Linked DNA regions of Mus musculus: regions 1, 2 and 3 are each linked to region 4. The links are chromatin contacts, called in public HiChIP or PLAC-seq and Micro-C maps. All regions are on one chromosome and are shown on one strand. The core of a region is the stretch at or near the end of the contact, and the rest is flanking DNA. Distances in the headings are between cores, read along the strand shown. Region 1 overlaps Ipo5 (importin 5). Region 2 has its middle 17 kb from the start of Gm52124. Region 3 holds the start of Farp1 (FERM, RhoGEF (Arhgef) and pleckstrin domain protein 1 (chondrocyte-derived)). Region 4 holds the start of Stk24 (serine/threonine kinase 24).

Evidence for each region. Hi-C and Micro-C count contacts between places; a contact is called where the count stands out from the background. HiChIP or PLAC-seq counts read pairs in DNA pulled down with a chosen protein or histone mark.
Region 1: a contact with region 4 is called in an H3K4me3 HiChIP or PLAC-seq map of embryonic stem cells, with 10 read pairs. The contact joins the enhancer-like site here to the promoter of Stk24 in region 4. A contact is called at or near these places in 9 of 39 promoter capture datasets (3T3-L1-derived adipocytes, the C10 cell line, cranial neural crest and 4 more) and 3 of 115 datasets of contacts at active chromatin or transcription factors (craniofacial prominence, embryonic forebrain and embryonic stem cells).
Region 2: an HNF4G HiChIP or PLAC-seq map of pancreatic cancer cells shows a contact between it and region 4. The contact joins the enhancer-like site here to the promoter of Stk24 in region 4. A contact is called at or near these places in 6 of 39 promoter capture datasets (the 3T3-L1 cell line, 3T3-L1-derived adipocytes, embryonic stem cells and 3 more) and 2 of 115 datasets of contacts at active chromatin or transcription factors (pancreatic cancer cells and stem cell-derived neural progenitor cells).
Region 3: a Micro-C map of embryonic stem cells shows a contact between it and region 4, with 5 times the contacts expected there. The contact joins the promoter of Farp1 here to the promoter of Stk24 in region 4. A contact is called at or near these places in 6 of 39 promoter capture datasets (the 3T3-L1 cell line, embryonic stem cells, liver and 1 more), 3 of 484 Hi-C or Micro-C datasets (all in embryonic stem cells), 4 of 115 datasets of contacts at active chromatin or transcription factors (cardiomyocytes, extraembryonic endoderm stem cells, microglia and 1 more) and 1 of 9 other capture datasets (embryonic stem cells).

What each region holds. Positions count from the first base shown.
Region 1 is chr14:120,947,942-120,951,413 of GRCm38.p6, forward strand. It overlaps Ipo5 (importin 5), which reads left to right. Exons shown (of 26, transcript NM_023579.4): 26 at 1-105. Among named protein-coding and RNA genes, the nearest start is that of Ipo5, 38 kb to the left of the region's middle. Within about 2 kb of position 1,955, at least 7 of the 459 cell types and tissues checked have an H3K27ac peak or open chromatin away from gene starts, as enhancers often do. A contact at or near this core is called in embryonic stem cells, where this site is marked.
Region 2 is chr14:120,867,296-120,870,865 of GRCm38.p6, forward strand. No RefSeq gene overlaps it. Among named protein-coding and RNA genes, the nearest start is that of Gm52124, 17 kb to the left of the region's middle. Within about 2 kb of position 1,451, at least 65 of the 459 cell types and tissues checked have an H3K27ac peak or open chromatin away from gene starts, as enhancers often do. A contact at or near this core is called in hippocampal neurons, where this site is marked.
Region 3 is chr14:121,034,130-121,037,351 of GRCm38.p6, forward strand. Farp1 (FERM, RhoGEF (Arhgef) and pleckstrin domain protein 1 (chondrocyte-derived)) reads left to right here and starts at 1,445. Exons shown (of 27, transcript NM_134082.3): 1 at 1,445-1,796.
Region 4 is chr14:121,377,120-121,380,770 of GRCm38.p6, forward strand. Stk24 (serine/threonine kinase 24) reads right to left here and starts at 2,111. Exons shown (of 11, transcript NM_145465.2): 1 at 1,779-2,111. The coding sequence starts at 1,820.

The DNA of each region.
Region 1 (3,472 bases), core at 705-3,204, 430 kb before region 4:
ACAAAAATGAGTTTTATGCATAAATCAGAATTTAAAATTAAAAAATTTTTTCTTTAAATGATTTGCATTACTTCATTAAAACAAAATTTGGAATGAAATTGAAAATGAAATGGATTTTATTCAGATGGCTCTGATTGGCATGTGCCCTTGGACTGCGCACTCAGCCTCCAGCTCTGCATGGTTCAGGTCTGCAGGAAATATGCTGAGCGTGTGGCTTGAGCATCCCATCGGGCAGTGCTTCCAGAATGTCAGGTGCTTGGCCTCTTGGAGAAGGGGTGTGGTGATGTTTGGAGGGGCTTAGTGCTCTGTTCCCGTACCAGTGCTGCAAACCCTCTGTGCTCCAGTCTGAGGTGGGGCATTGTACTGTTGCCCAGTGCCTGGAGCAACGTAAGTTTGGCTTTTGTTTAAATTACTGTTGCATTTGCTGAAAAGAAGCACGTGATAAACACAGCCTACCTGCCAAGGTAAGGTAGTGAGTGGTGTGGTTAGGAGATACTGGGATTTGTGGGGAGCTAAGTGTACGCACTGCACTAAGTACTTGTGAGGACAAATACCTCCCTGTCAGTGACTAGTGGGATCCACAGCAGGATACTGGCGGTTTGATGCAGTTTGGCAAGAGGAAGAATTGGCAGTGAATTTTGGTGGGGAAGAAGCAGGTGCCAGAGGCAACTGTGTGACAGTCTTTACGTTGTTTGGGGACACACCTGGGATATCTCATTCTGTCCGTGCAAGATGAAAATGTTAACTGGCCTTGCATGTCAGTAAGTGATAAATTTTATGAATCTGAGCTTTCTGGAGAGAAAACTAAGGCTCCATCTTTTCTGGGGATTTTGTAACAATACATACTCAGCCCAACTCAATTTTGAATATTTTTTAATGCTATAAATTAGAAATAAAACTGTCATAGTGGTAACTGTGACTCTGTAATGTGAAGCACTTTTATCACAATTCAGGTTGTAGCTTGACTTAGCAAGTATCCATAAGTAAAAAAAATAACTCTTGATGCCGCTGGTCTCCTAATAAATGGCATGTACACACATGTAGTTTGGTAGACATTTTGTGGTCTAGTTATCTTGAAGGTTTCTCGTTTAAATGCCAAGTAGGTCATTGAAAAGGCCAAGTAGCCCACTAAACATCTTCCCTCAGTTAGCCCTGCCCTGGCTTCCTAGGTTGTACCAGCCTTTGCTTTGTTAAGGGCATGAGTGTTAAGGGCCTGCCAGGTACGTCTGGATACCGTATGTGCAGTACCTGAGGAAACCAGAAGAGGGCATCCGATCCCCAGGAACTGCAGTTAGATAGTTGTGAGCTGCCCCGTGGGTGCTAGGAATTGAGCCACACCCTCTCAAGTTCCTACTAGAGTTTTGTATTTTATTCCTTTACTACATGTATTAGTGTGCATTTTCTGCAGTGCTGTATTGAGGTCAGAAGAAAAGCTTGCTAGAGTTGGTTCTCTCCTTCCACAGTATAAGTCCCAGGGATCAAACTGAGGTTGTCAGACTTGGCAGCAAGCACCTTTATCGGCTGAACTGGCTGAGTGCTGGTCCCGCATGCATGAAGCCTGGCTCCAGTCCCCAGGCTGCAGGAGGCTAAAGTCCAGTGAGTGTGACGCTCTGGGCTCAGTCTTAAGTAAAGGAGAGATTGGTTTCTGAGCAGGACATGGGTAAGTGAAAGTATCTCCCAAAAAAAAAAAAAAAAGCTGGGCGTGGTGGCGCTCTCCTTTAATCCCAGCACTCCAAGGAGGCAGAGGCAGGCGGATTTCTGAGTTCTGAGACCAGAACTCTACAAAGTGAGTAAGTATCTCATGCTTGTGATTCCTTCTGGCTCTCAGTAACACACAAGACCCCTGCATCTACCCCCAGCACGAGAAAAGGGGTCTGTTGAAAACAGAGGCTGTCAGTATAGTCTCGCGCACTGCTTCCTATTGGGGGAGATCACCATAGTAACTGCCACAACACCAGCAGCTTCTATGGTGTTGGCACTAGATCCCTGTAAGGAGCAGTCGCTTGCCTGCACAAAAGTGAGGGATCCTGGGCATGTGTAAGAGGTATCTCCTAGGGTATCTATCACAGCTGCCTTCTGCTTCATGGGGGACACACGCTTCAAAAGACCGGGAGACAAAGCCTCTCCATTGAATCTGGGGATCTGGCTGAGGCACCCAGCTGGCTTTGCAGCAGTCCCCCATGGCCTGCCAGCTCTGGTGAAGGAACACAAGGCCAGAGGGGTGACAGATGGGGGTCTGGCTGTCTCATCCAGCTGCAATTAGACATTGCCCCAAAGTCCCCATAGCTTGGGTTATAGATAGAGGAATGCCACACCCAAGGACTTTGATCTTCCCCCTCAAACTACCTGGCAACACCCTACCACAGCCACGCTGCTTTCTATGAGGTCCACAAAGATGTCTGTGCATAAATGGTTGCCTTCTACCAGAGTCACCAGAGGTCTCCTGACTGGCGTGTGGCAGTGTTGTGGTAACTGAGACAATTTAGCTCCTGTGCCAGATTTGGCACTGGCACTGTGTTGGTGGCAGCTAACACCCATGTCCTGGGGGGGCGGGGGGTGAGGGGAAACTCCCAGGGAGTCATTTCCAGATACTAGCCACAGCCTAAGGTGGACCCTGCCTTAGCATGCGGGAGGTCCTGGGTCCAGTCAACACTGGTGTGGACTTTTGAAGCCTCAAAATGAAGCCCTCCCCAACAAGGCCACACCTGATCTTTTTAGTCCCTGAAACCAAGCATTCAATATATGAGCCCATGGGGGCCATTCTCACCCAAACCATCACAGCCCCTTCCCACAACCGCTCCGATTAGCTCACTATACAACCTGTATCTGTATCAAAACACTGCATTCCCCAGAACAGAATGCAATTACACAGTGGCTTAAAGCTGAAAATAATGAAATGTCTACATTGACTTAAAAAAGTCAAAATATAACTATAGTTTCAGTGAAATGAAAACATTACACTTTAAAGCAGCCCAGCTAGTAGGGAGATAGAGGCTTGGAAATCCAAGGCTTGCCTGAACACAGAGAATCCAACCCCAGCCTGGACAACTTGATGAGCCCCTCTGTTAGAGAAGAGGGGCCTAGGAGTTCTTCTCTTTCCTGCCATGCAGGAGCCCTGAGTTCAATTCCCTGGCACCACAAACATCAGAAAGCCATCTTTGCTCAGCCCCCAGGCTGCCTTTTTAGATTTGGGTTTTTTTTCTAATTATTCTTCTTGTTTGTCTTAAAACAGTACCATGCTTCCTAGGGTGGCCTCAAAGTCCAAAATGGTTCCTCCCCACCTTTCCAGGGAGCAAACAAGAATTATATCTCAACAAATAATAGTAGAAAGATTGGTGGTAAATACAATAAAATAATGGAACTTGTCATTTATATTATAGTTACCCTTTTTCCTTGATTGTGGTTGGATATATATATGTAATATATATTATATAGTAATATACATTTTAAAAATATAATGTATATATAAGTA
Region 2 (3,570 bases), core at 201-2,700, 510 kb before region 4:
GTAACCAGCTTTGAAGCCAAAATAAACTCTAGTTCTCTAGAATACTCCTCTGCCTTATCCTTCAACACCAGGAGTCCTTCCAAGGTTCCTGATGTCTGAGGCAGTGCATGAGATAAATCAGCTATCACATGGCTGAAGAGATGTGTCCATTTCACTTGCTGCCGCAAGATATTTTTTTTTTATTCCATATTGCAATTACTCCCAGATTGCTAGCTCCAAGACTGTCTTTGAGATGGCAAACGAAAATAGTCATTCCCCATATGAAATAATCTGGCACTCTAAAAGTGTTCCACGGGGTCCAAATCACATCTAAGAAGAAAAATCACAAAAATAAGATTGCATCTATTTTTAAAATGTAGCCTTTGTATTCATAAACACAAAACAATCATTTCGTTATTAGGCAAAAATCTAATTTTGCGACTTGTGACTAATGTGTTTATAATTTTAATAATACCTTAAATGCTATGACCAGAAAAATTATGGAAGTCAAACATTCAATAACCCAGTATCAGGAAAAAAATGGAAATTCAAATGAAAAGACATAATAAAAAAAAATCATGGCTTTCCTTTCGAGCTCTTCCTAGAGTTTTTCTAGAATTTTCTCATGTGATCATGGTGGCATCATGCTCAAATTCATGAACTATGCTGGGAGAGTGCCAAAACCGCAAAGGTGTCAGCACCAACGTCATCTATTCCACAAAGGTTTACAGTCACTGACGCGGAGATACAGGAGCTGGAGAGGTGGCTCAGTAAGAGTGCATGCGGATTTTGCAGACCACCCAAGTTCAGTTCCCAGCTCCCATTCAAGGTGACTCACAGTCACCTGAAACTCAGCTCCAGGGGCAGGAAGCCCTCTTTTAGCCTCTGCAGGCACCTGCATGTATTTGCATACCACACACACACACACACACACACACACACACACACACACACACACATCATGCACACAATACGTCCTTACAGACACTTAACAACATGTATATCTTTTAAAAAGAATCTGCTAGGTCGCTTGCCTTTTTAAGGGATCCACTCTGTGTCAGTTAAAACGCTTTCAGCCTTCAACTGGCAAAAAAGAAATATGCTTTTTGGTTTCAGTGTTTTATATCATTCTGTCTTGTAAAAAAATACAGAGCCCAGATTGTCTTAAGTGGTGGCTAAACTGATTGACTCCTGCAGTTAAATAGTGCTTCTGAAAATGTCGGCTGAGAACCATTGCTCTGCGGTTGTTTCCCTGTTTTCTTCAATCCAGCACAGATTGCTATGTCATCCTTAAAGCACAGCCCTTGTATGGGCTGCTCCGCGAGCAACTCAAACACTTCTTGGAAAGCACCCAAACTGGCCCACAGTCTATTTGGCAAGACAAATCCATTGGTCGCACGCTTAGTTGTGACAGCAACGTCCAGGTATTTACTCTCTGTTTCTTCGTGTATGTCACTGCAGGGTGGTATGCAGCCCATGGATGGCCCCACCCCACATCCAGAGCAGCCTTGGCTCAGTGATGAGGCTGGCCTTTGGCATGCCTCTTGCTCCCTCACCCTGGCCCTCTCCATTCTTTAGGGGGCTGATATGTTTCAGTCATAAGTCAAAAATCTTTCCCAAAACCTTCAAAGAGGTTTTGGGAAAACCATTGGCTAAAACTTGGACACAAACCATTCCTGGCAATCTGAATGGGGTCATCATTTAAATTAATCATGATTTTTACCCCCATGGGACTAGGGTAAGCCCACAAAATTGAGGGTTGTTCTGATATGAGTGTTGTGGAGGATAAATCTCTGACTTTAGAGGATATTGTATCATTCTTCTGCAAGACGGCTCCCTGTGGCTTCTTTTCTTCTCCCCAGGGGATAGAGATACACAAAAGGCAGGTTGTTGACATTTGAGTGTGAAATGGCCTCTATAGGTTCTAGTTTTTGAAAGTTTGGCCACCAGCTGGTGGCTCTGCTTAAAGTTATGAACCTTACATACATACGTAAATAAATATTCAATGCGGGGAGTGCATCGCTGGGGCTGGCCTTAGTCAGATAGCAATGTGACTACTTGCCTCCTGTTTCTACCAGTTTGCCTTCACTGCTATTGTGGGTTGTATCCCTGTGAGCTTGAAGCCAAAATAAATCCTTTCTCCCTACCCACAAATACCCACAGGAAACTGATTTGTAAACAGAAGACTGGAAATCACTCTTCTGTTCCACACTGCAGACCTTGGGGAACTGTATTCGGAGTTCATTTTCTTCTGTCACTCGTTCCAACAAATGTCTGCTGACGACTTGTCAAACATTAGAATAAAACACAAATCCTAGCCACTCACGGTGACATCAAGAGAGCAATGCTGCACAGCAGTCTACGACCAGAAAGGGGATGGCTGATTGCAGCGACACAGTCACCTGGAGAACTGGGCGGTGGAGGAGACAAGGAAGTCTAGAGGACTTAGGTCAGATGCCAACTTCAGAAGCAAGAAATGGATGTCGTCGGATAGGAAAGTGGCTGAGGACCTGGGCAAAGCTTCTTTAGGCAAAGATGGGTGCTTGGCAGGAGACCTTACTGAGCTGGGATCCAGGATCAGTTGTGGTGTGCAAGTGGTTTACAAGGTGACCTCTCTAAGCAAGGCTGTGGGAGCATGGAGCACCCCAACCAGAGCATTCCCATAAGGGCTACCACAAACTCACAAGGTGGGGAGCAAGGATGGAAGTCCCTCTGTGCGCGCGTGAGGTGGATCTCTGCAAACGTGATCCACAACATCGTCTTTGTCAGGGTAGACTTGGGAAAGATGAGTGAGAAGGCTAGTTCTCATGACAGGACAGCCTTCTCATGAAGGCTGATTCCGTGACAGGCTTCAGATTGGAAGTTACAGAGACTAGGCCTAAATCTTGCTTTCTAAAAACTGGACAATTCCAGGCAAGTCCAGAAGCTGCCCCGCCATCTGGTCTGAGGCAAGGACAATGGGTCAGCAGCAGTTTCCAGATTTCCTCAGCTACATTGGCAGCAACAGTTTCCAGACCTCCGCAGCAACAGTTTCCAGACATCCCCAGCAAGTTTCCAGCTCCCACACCCTGGTAATGGAATACCCATAGAGATGGACCCAACAGATGGAGGTCACCCACCCCAGCATCCCCTAACGTGCTTTAAATCCGGCCTGCAAGCTCACTTGGTTGACTCTCCATCTTGGAAGTGGGAGACCCCAGTATGGTGGACTTCTGCAGAATAAAACATTCTGCGTTTACAATCTATTTGAGTCCAGTGTATCATTCTTTGGCAAATCATGGGCTTTCTGTCTCTCTCTTCCTTCTTTCCTTCCTTCCTTTCTTCCCTTGACCCACTAAGTCCAAATACTTGTTTAGCACTTTCAGAGGGAGCCGTTGTTAAACAATTAGCTCAGGATTTGCACTTGGGAGTTTCCTTCTTAAGAGGAGCTCTGCCCTTCAGCTTTATGTGTTCTCAGCTCAGAAGGACGGATGTACCATCCCACGATTTAACCAGATTCCCTACACAGAGTCCCCTCCAGTGTGTAATTACTGGCCTGGCTTTACATTATTTTAGTGTAGAGCCAGCAGCTAACTGTGGTGTAGTCTGAAT
Region 3 (3,222 bases), core at 195-2,694, 340 kb before region 4:
GAATTTGCTTTCCTTTACTGGGCCTGGTGGTTCAGACCGAAATCCTAATGCTTAAGAGGTAGAGGCACGAGGACCAGTCTGGGCTACATGAGGAGACTTTCTGGGGAGGAGTGGGAGAGGAATTTAAAATCGAGTGCTGCTGCTCTTGGTGGCAGTTTGACCACTACACTTAAGAAAATTACTGGCTGAAAATAGCTCACCCATACTTGTAAAGCCACACACAGTTTGGCCACAGAGCTAGCTTCCAACCCACCCATGATTCTCTCTAGCAAATCGCCCAAGGCCTGTCTGGTTCCCCAGAGGCCAGAGGGATTTTGCAGCATGCAAGAAACAGCCCCAACCCTCCGCAGACTGCTTTTGACTCCCATGACTTACAGGTGCCCCTCTCTGATAATCAAGCTTTCATGTCTTCAGCCTCCCTCCCTAGCCACAGAGACAATTTCACTTGGTTAAGTTCAGTTGTAGCTCCGTTGTAGTTGCGACTGAGGTCAGTGAACTCCTCCAGGGTGGAAAATGACCGGAATCTGAGCCAAATTGGCTCTAGGGGCGGGTCCACACTAGCCTCTGGATCCGGCAGAACAAGGCTTTCCTGTGTTCCATACGGTCAGTGGCCCAAGATCTTTCCCAGACAGAGACAGGGAAGAAGGACGAAGGAAAAATGGCACCTAGTGGGTGGGGATAGTGATTGAAAGTCACCTAGTATCGTGGGCCTTCTGATCATGAATCTTCCGACTATATCACCAAGTTCTGGGGGAAAAAAAAACGGAATCAAATAACTGCAAGTCATTCTAAATCTCGCCACACTAAGCAGGGCATTCTGCTGTCCCTGGTCGGAGAGAGGTGGGGTTGGGCACTGTCCTGGGATTCGCTCAGGTGGTGGGCACTGAGCCCGAGCAGCATCAGAGGTGGCACCTGTGTCTCTGGCATTGAATACCGCGCCGCTTAGGGTGGTGCCGGAAGCCTGCGCTAGTGGCCTGGAAGGGGTGGGGGGCGGAATTCGTGGGTCTTTGTAAAACGCTTTCCACGTGATGTCGTAGTTCTCTGTCAGGCTTCCAAAGGCGACCTGCGGAGTCAGTGCCACGAATCTCCCTCCGGGCCTCCGCATCCCGCTGGACACCAGCGACTAGCGCTCGCGTCTCCGCGGTGGCGCTTCTTCCCGCTCTTGGCTTGGTGGTGCAGCTCAGACACCAGCTCTTGCCACACGCCCAAGTAAGGCACAGCTCCAGGGTGGCGTGGCCCTGCCCACGGTCCACCTTTCTGCGCACCTGCCTCCGGGGCGGGGCGGAGCGGGGCGGGGCCGCTGTGCGGGCGCAGGTCACGGCTCGGACGCTGGAGGGGGCTGTGGCTCTCCGCCGTCCCCAGGCTGTGCCCAGGCTCCCCCTGCCGAGGGCTCGGCCCAGGCCCTGGGAGGGGCAGTGGTGGCCCTCATTTCCCGCTCAACAGCCTCGGAGGCGGCTGGTCCCGGCGCGGGCGCAGCGGCTGCGGGGAGCGGGGAGCCCGGAGAAGGTGCGGGGCGGGGACGCGGCCACCGCCCGCTCTGCGCCGCTCCTCCCCACGCGAGTGGCGCTCGGGCCGGGCGTCGAGGCGGCCGCGGCGACCCGGAGCTCGCTCCCCACCCACCCCGCCTGCTCCGCCCTCCCCTCCGCCCCGCGCCACCTTTGATGGCTCGGACCTCGGCCGGCCGCCGCCTGCCTAGCTCGCGCGCCCGCCGCCCGCGGGGACCCCTCGCTCGCCGCCGCCGCGCCCTCGCCAGCCTTGCAGCCCGCAGCCCGCAGCCCGGACCCGGAGCCACCGAGGTAGGAGGCGTGCGGCGAACAATGACCGCGGCGGGAGGGCGGCCGCCTGGGTGGACCGGGCCGCGGCGGCAACTTGTGCGAGTCCCCGCGCTCGCGGCCCTGGGCGCCGGCCGAGCTGGCTGCGGAGTCCACGGGAACGGTCCTTTTTGTAGCCGGCGGCCGCAGGCCCCGCAACAATAGCAGAAGCCACGGTTCCTCGGGCACCGGTGGAGCTCACCTCCGCGGACCTGGGCTGCGGGGCTCTGAGCTCGTGGGTTCTCCCCAGCTTGGCTTCCTCTCCTTGGGCGCCCCTCCCCCGCTTCCTCCCATCCCACCCTGCCGGGTGACAGCGCCCCCGACGCCTCTTCCGGACCTCAGGCTGCAATCTCGGCTCTGGAGGTCCGTCTCCCGGCAGCACGGGTGCCGCCGTGCCGCCGGGTCACTGCATCTCGCCCACGGGCGGCGAGAACCTCCCGGTGGGTGACAAAGAGGAACACGCCCTCTTAAGTTAGATCTTGTTTCTCTTTACTCTCTGCCTTATGGAGGGGGAAGTTTCCCCCTCCCTTTTTAAAGCACAGGATATATATTATTATTTTTGTGTGGGGGGACGGGGAGTTCAGAACTTCTGATTGTGATTTTTTACGATTTAAGTTCGGAAAACTTTAGCCTTGTGATCCATCCGGACCCCGGTGAGTCTTAGACCTAGGGGTCGTGGAGGAGTACCAGATTCCTTGTTGGGACCCGGAAACCACGGCTGGCAGGGATTTTCTAGAGTCCCCCTAGAAAATAGGGAGGTAGGGCTCACAAAGGAACGAGGTTTGAGACGTGCTGGTGAAGATGTGGGAGCGAATAACTGCCTCTCATCTGGAACAGTTTACCAGGCTCAGCTTCTCCTCCCCTCCCCGGCTCCGGCTCCGGAGTTCAGTGGCCTCCGGCTGTTTCATTTATTTTTGTTTCAGCCTTCCTCCGTGCTAGTTTACCGCGTTTGACAACCTTAAACCTGGCCCCTGCCCATGGTTTACCCTCCAGACTTCCAATCCCTCCCTTAGTAGGCAGCGTTTTCTGACCATAACCTCGACCCAACGATGGGCCATGTTTAATGTGCTTTGCACGTGGGGACTTGGCCAAGCCCACTTCAGAACATTCCCCTAGCGTTGTCTTACTTCTCTTTTTCTATCTGAACAAGGAATGGAGAAAGAGGGGGAAAGCCTTTTGGATTATGAAAGCTTTAGTTGAGGAGTTGCCTTTAAAAATTGGTTTGGTGTTTTGAAAGCTAAGGTGGGGCCCTTTTCAAATCCCTGTCGTCTTTCCCCTCAGCCCCACATTTCTTGCTGGCATCTTAGCCTCAGCTTTTCAGGTGGGTGGGTCTCTGAAAATGCACGTCTTCCGTGGGTCTGGCATCCACACAGCCCACTTTATATTCCTGCAGCATCGGTCTGCAGCAAGA
Region 4 (3,651 bases), core at 861-3,360:
ATACTAGTAAAAAAAGGTTATCGTCTTCACACCAAAAAGCAAAATTAAAACATCTTCCTTTCAAGAACACGTATGAAATACACTTTTTGGGTAAAGTTATTGAATTTTTCTTTTTCCCAAAATGAAGATTTTTTGGCCCATTCTTTAAAACAAACAGAAGCAGAATCCAGCTGGGAACCACTTGGTACTGACCCCACACACTGCCACATTAAGTATCTTTTCAAACACTTTCTTTTACAAAGGTTGGGGCTAGTGAAGAGGCTTCAGGGTGGAGCCAGGTAAATCACTATAGCAGCCAGAATGAAGAAAACGTGAAGAAATGTGCCACGAGGTCCTTCTGGCCACAGGTAAGAAACTGTCACCCAGTTGACCCTGATGTCTTGTCTCTGAAGTCAAACCAAGGCAAGAGTTGCAGGAGGCCTGGGGTGACTTTCAACTAGCGGCCAGCACCATCAAGTTTTAGAACGCAGGCAAGGTGAGACTCAGGAATACTTTGAGAGCACTTTTCCAGTGACACTTCTCAATTCCAACTTTATTATCCCTTAAAAATGACTCAAGTTCTAGTGGCCACTGAAGTGGTAACTTTGAATTCCTATTTTTCCAGAGTTCAAAACCGGGGCCAAGAAAACCATTTTCCTTACGTGGTATGGAAAGAAAAAAGAAGAAGAAAAGAGGGATAGGAACTATTTTCAGAAGTGGCAGAAGCAGTAAGAGGCAAGCAAGGTCCATGCGGCTCAACCCTGAAGCCAGAGAGAAGGCGCCTGCTGCATCTATAAACTGATAACCTTGGATATTCTGAGGTGTTTTGTTTTTTTTTTGTTGTTGTTGATTTTTGTTTGTTTTTTTTTAAGCAAAACTCTTCCGTTCACTTCCTTGGGAAAGCAAAACTTTGACTGGTCTTGCTATCTTAATCGCAATCATTATGTCTGTATTTATTATATACGCTCACAAACTTTACAAGTTTGAACAGACAAGTGATTGTTTTTCAAAGTGCAGAAAACCATCCTCAATAGCAAAAAAAAAGTTCGTGCATCCATATAAACTTGAAATTCAACTCCGTCCCCTCACCGCCCCCTTCCCCTCCGAAGAAAAAGTCACTGGCAGGCTAAGAAGATACAAAGTGTGCACCAAGAAGCCCGCTAGCACACAGTTCCTCTGGATGCCAACCGGTCTCAAAGTGAAAGTCCAGCAGCGGAGTCCTGGCACCCGAGGGATGAACCTGGGCTCTGCACACCAGGGCGCTCGCGGAGGTGTGGGTTCCGCCTCCCGAGTTTGCAACCTCGCACTTTCCGCACCAGAACTACAGGCTCCGATGCGAGGTTACATCTTCCTGCACCCCGCCCTGCGGCCCGCCCGGACTGTGACCAGCCGGGGCGCGCTCCCGCCCTGCGCTCGGGTCTCCCGCTTGAGGGGTCTGGGGAGGGACTTTTGCTAACTGAGGACGGACCCCAGAGTGCCGCTATCCCTGTCCCAGGCCCACATAGGGCCCAGGCACCAAAGCGGGGCCTCCAAGGACACTAGTTCAGACTCCTGCCCGGGATGGGCGCTCGGCCTGCGCGTCGGACTTGGGGAGCGCAAAGCTCCTGCACCCCACCTCGGCCCCAGGCCGCAGACCCCAAAGCCCCTCCACGTGCATACACCCGAGATCCCCGCCGCCCGAGTCGGCGAAGATCCCGGAGAAGCGGGCCCGGCTGGTTGGGGGGAGGGGGGGCGTGTTGACACCGCCAAGTTGCCCGCTTCCGCCCTGGCCGCAGCCCGACCGGGCCACCCCAACCTACCTGCATGCCCGGCAGGCCCGACTGCACCGGGGAGTGGGCCATGGCGCTCGGCGCCGCCACTTCCTGGCCCGGGACGCGCGGAGCCGCGCGGCGAGCAGGCCCGGGGCCGCGCGCAGCCCTCGGGTGGCGGGGCGGGCTCTGGAGCCCGAGGCCACCGCACCCCGGGGACGGTCTCAACGAAGGTTGGCGGGCCGCGGCCCCATACACTGAGCCTGGGGCGGGCAGTGGGGGGCGCGGGGGACGTCTCGAGACTGCGGCTGCTTCTCCAGGGATCCCGTCGCTGCGCCGCCGCGGTGCTCAGGTCGAGCCGGGCGGCCTGGGCCCGCGAGCGCTGGCCGCCTGGAGCCGAGTGGGCGCGCACAGTCCGCCGCGCCCCGCCCCGGCCCGGCCCCCGCGCCCGCCCCCGCGGCCCGGCCGGGGACCCCGCCCCGCGCTTCCGGGAGGGGGAGGGGGAGGGGAGGAGCCGCCGGGCGCCCTAGGCCGCAGTCGCGCCTCCCTGCGGGCGCGCAGGCGGGGTCCCCGGGGCCCGGCGGGCAGGCGGGCGCTCTCGGGTGCTGTGCGCCGGGGTCCTTCGGAACCGCGGGGTGGGCCTCGCGCGCGGAAGAGAGCTGAGTTTGGGGGAGCGAAGAGCACCGCCCACTCCTACCCTTCCCTCTCCACCCGCCCTGGCCCTCCAGAGGCCAGAGTCTGCACTCGGGGTGTCCCCAGAGGGGCCTAGCCTGGGGCCTATTCCAAAAGCCCCGGCCGGAGCGTCCTCACTGTACGAAGTTTCCAGCCAGATCAAGGAAGAAACCCCAAGGGTAGAGAGGGCGGTTTGTGTGCACTGCCTTGGGTACTGAACTCAGCCTCGCCTGGGCCGCCGGCTGTGGAAACTTAGCTGGACAGAGGAAGGGCTGGGCCCCGCCATCTCTGCGCTGCGCACAAGAAGGGAAAAGTGGGGTGCGGAGGGGTGCTGGAGGAAGGGAAGACAATAGAAGGAAACCGCGTCCCGACTCTTACCCAGCCCTCCCCTCGCTTCACTGCTCCTAAGGCCGTAGGCCCTCTCTGGGCACCAGCTCTGCCCTCCTCCTAAGCTGCCGCTTCTGCAGCAAACAAGGAAGGATGGAGTGAATCCATGCGGTTCCAGGAAGTACTTTATTTACAAGTGGCAAATAGGAAGTGGTCTAAGAGTCAGAATCGCTGTGTCTCTCGCCATAGGGACCCTGAGGCCTCATTCAGGAGTGCCCGCTTTGCCCCACAGCTGTGCAAGGTTAACCATACAAAATGAGTCCCCAAGAGTTCAGAAATAGAGGACGCATAAATCCTCGACTAAGGTAGAGAAGAGATTATTCTCTGAGGTGTCCTTGTATTCCAAGAACACAGGCTCCCTCTGGGTCCTGCATCAGAAGTTAAAGTAAGCCGAATACCCTTTGGAAACCTAGCCTAGGAGACCTCCAGGATGCTAAGATGTATTAGAAGGCTTGCATGATTACTCCTGGTCACCTGACTGAGATGCGTTGCCACTTCTAAAGAGTAAACTGAAAACATTAAAAGTATGAACCCATATAACCAAGAGTTTATGTGTTCCCTAAGCAGAAGAAACCTAAAAAGAAAAGAAAAAAAAATGGAGTACTTAATGAATACAAGGGAAAATGATCAAGACCATGAATCTTGAAAAGGCATATATTATTCAACCTCAAATTCTACCTAGAATAACATGAAAGAATGACCAGAAATACAGGAGTCTCTACCAAGAGGCAGCGACTTTCAGCCTTGGAAATGTCTGATTACATAAAGAGTACTTTCTTACTACTACTACTTCACCAGGTGTGGTGGCACAAGCCTTTAACCCCAGCATTTGGGAGGCAGAAGCGGGCAGATCTCTGTGAGTTCA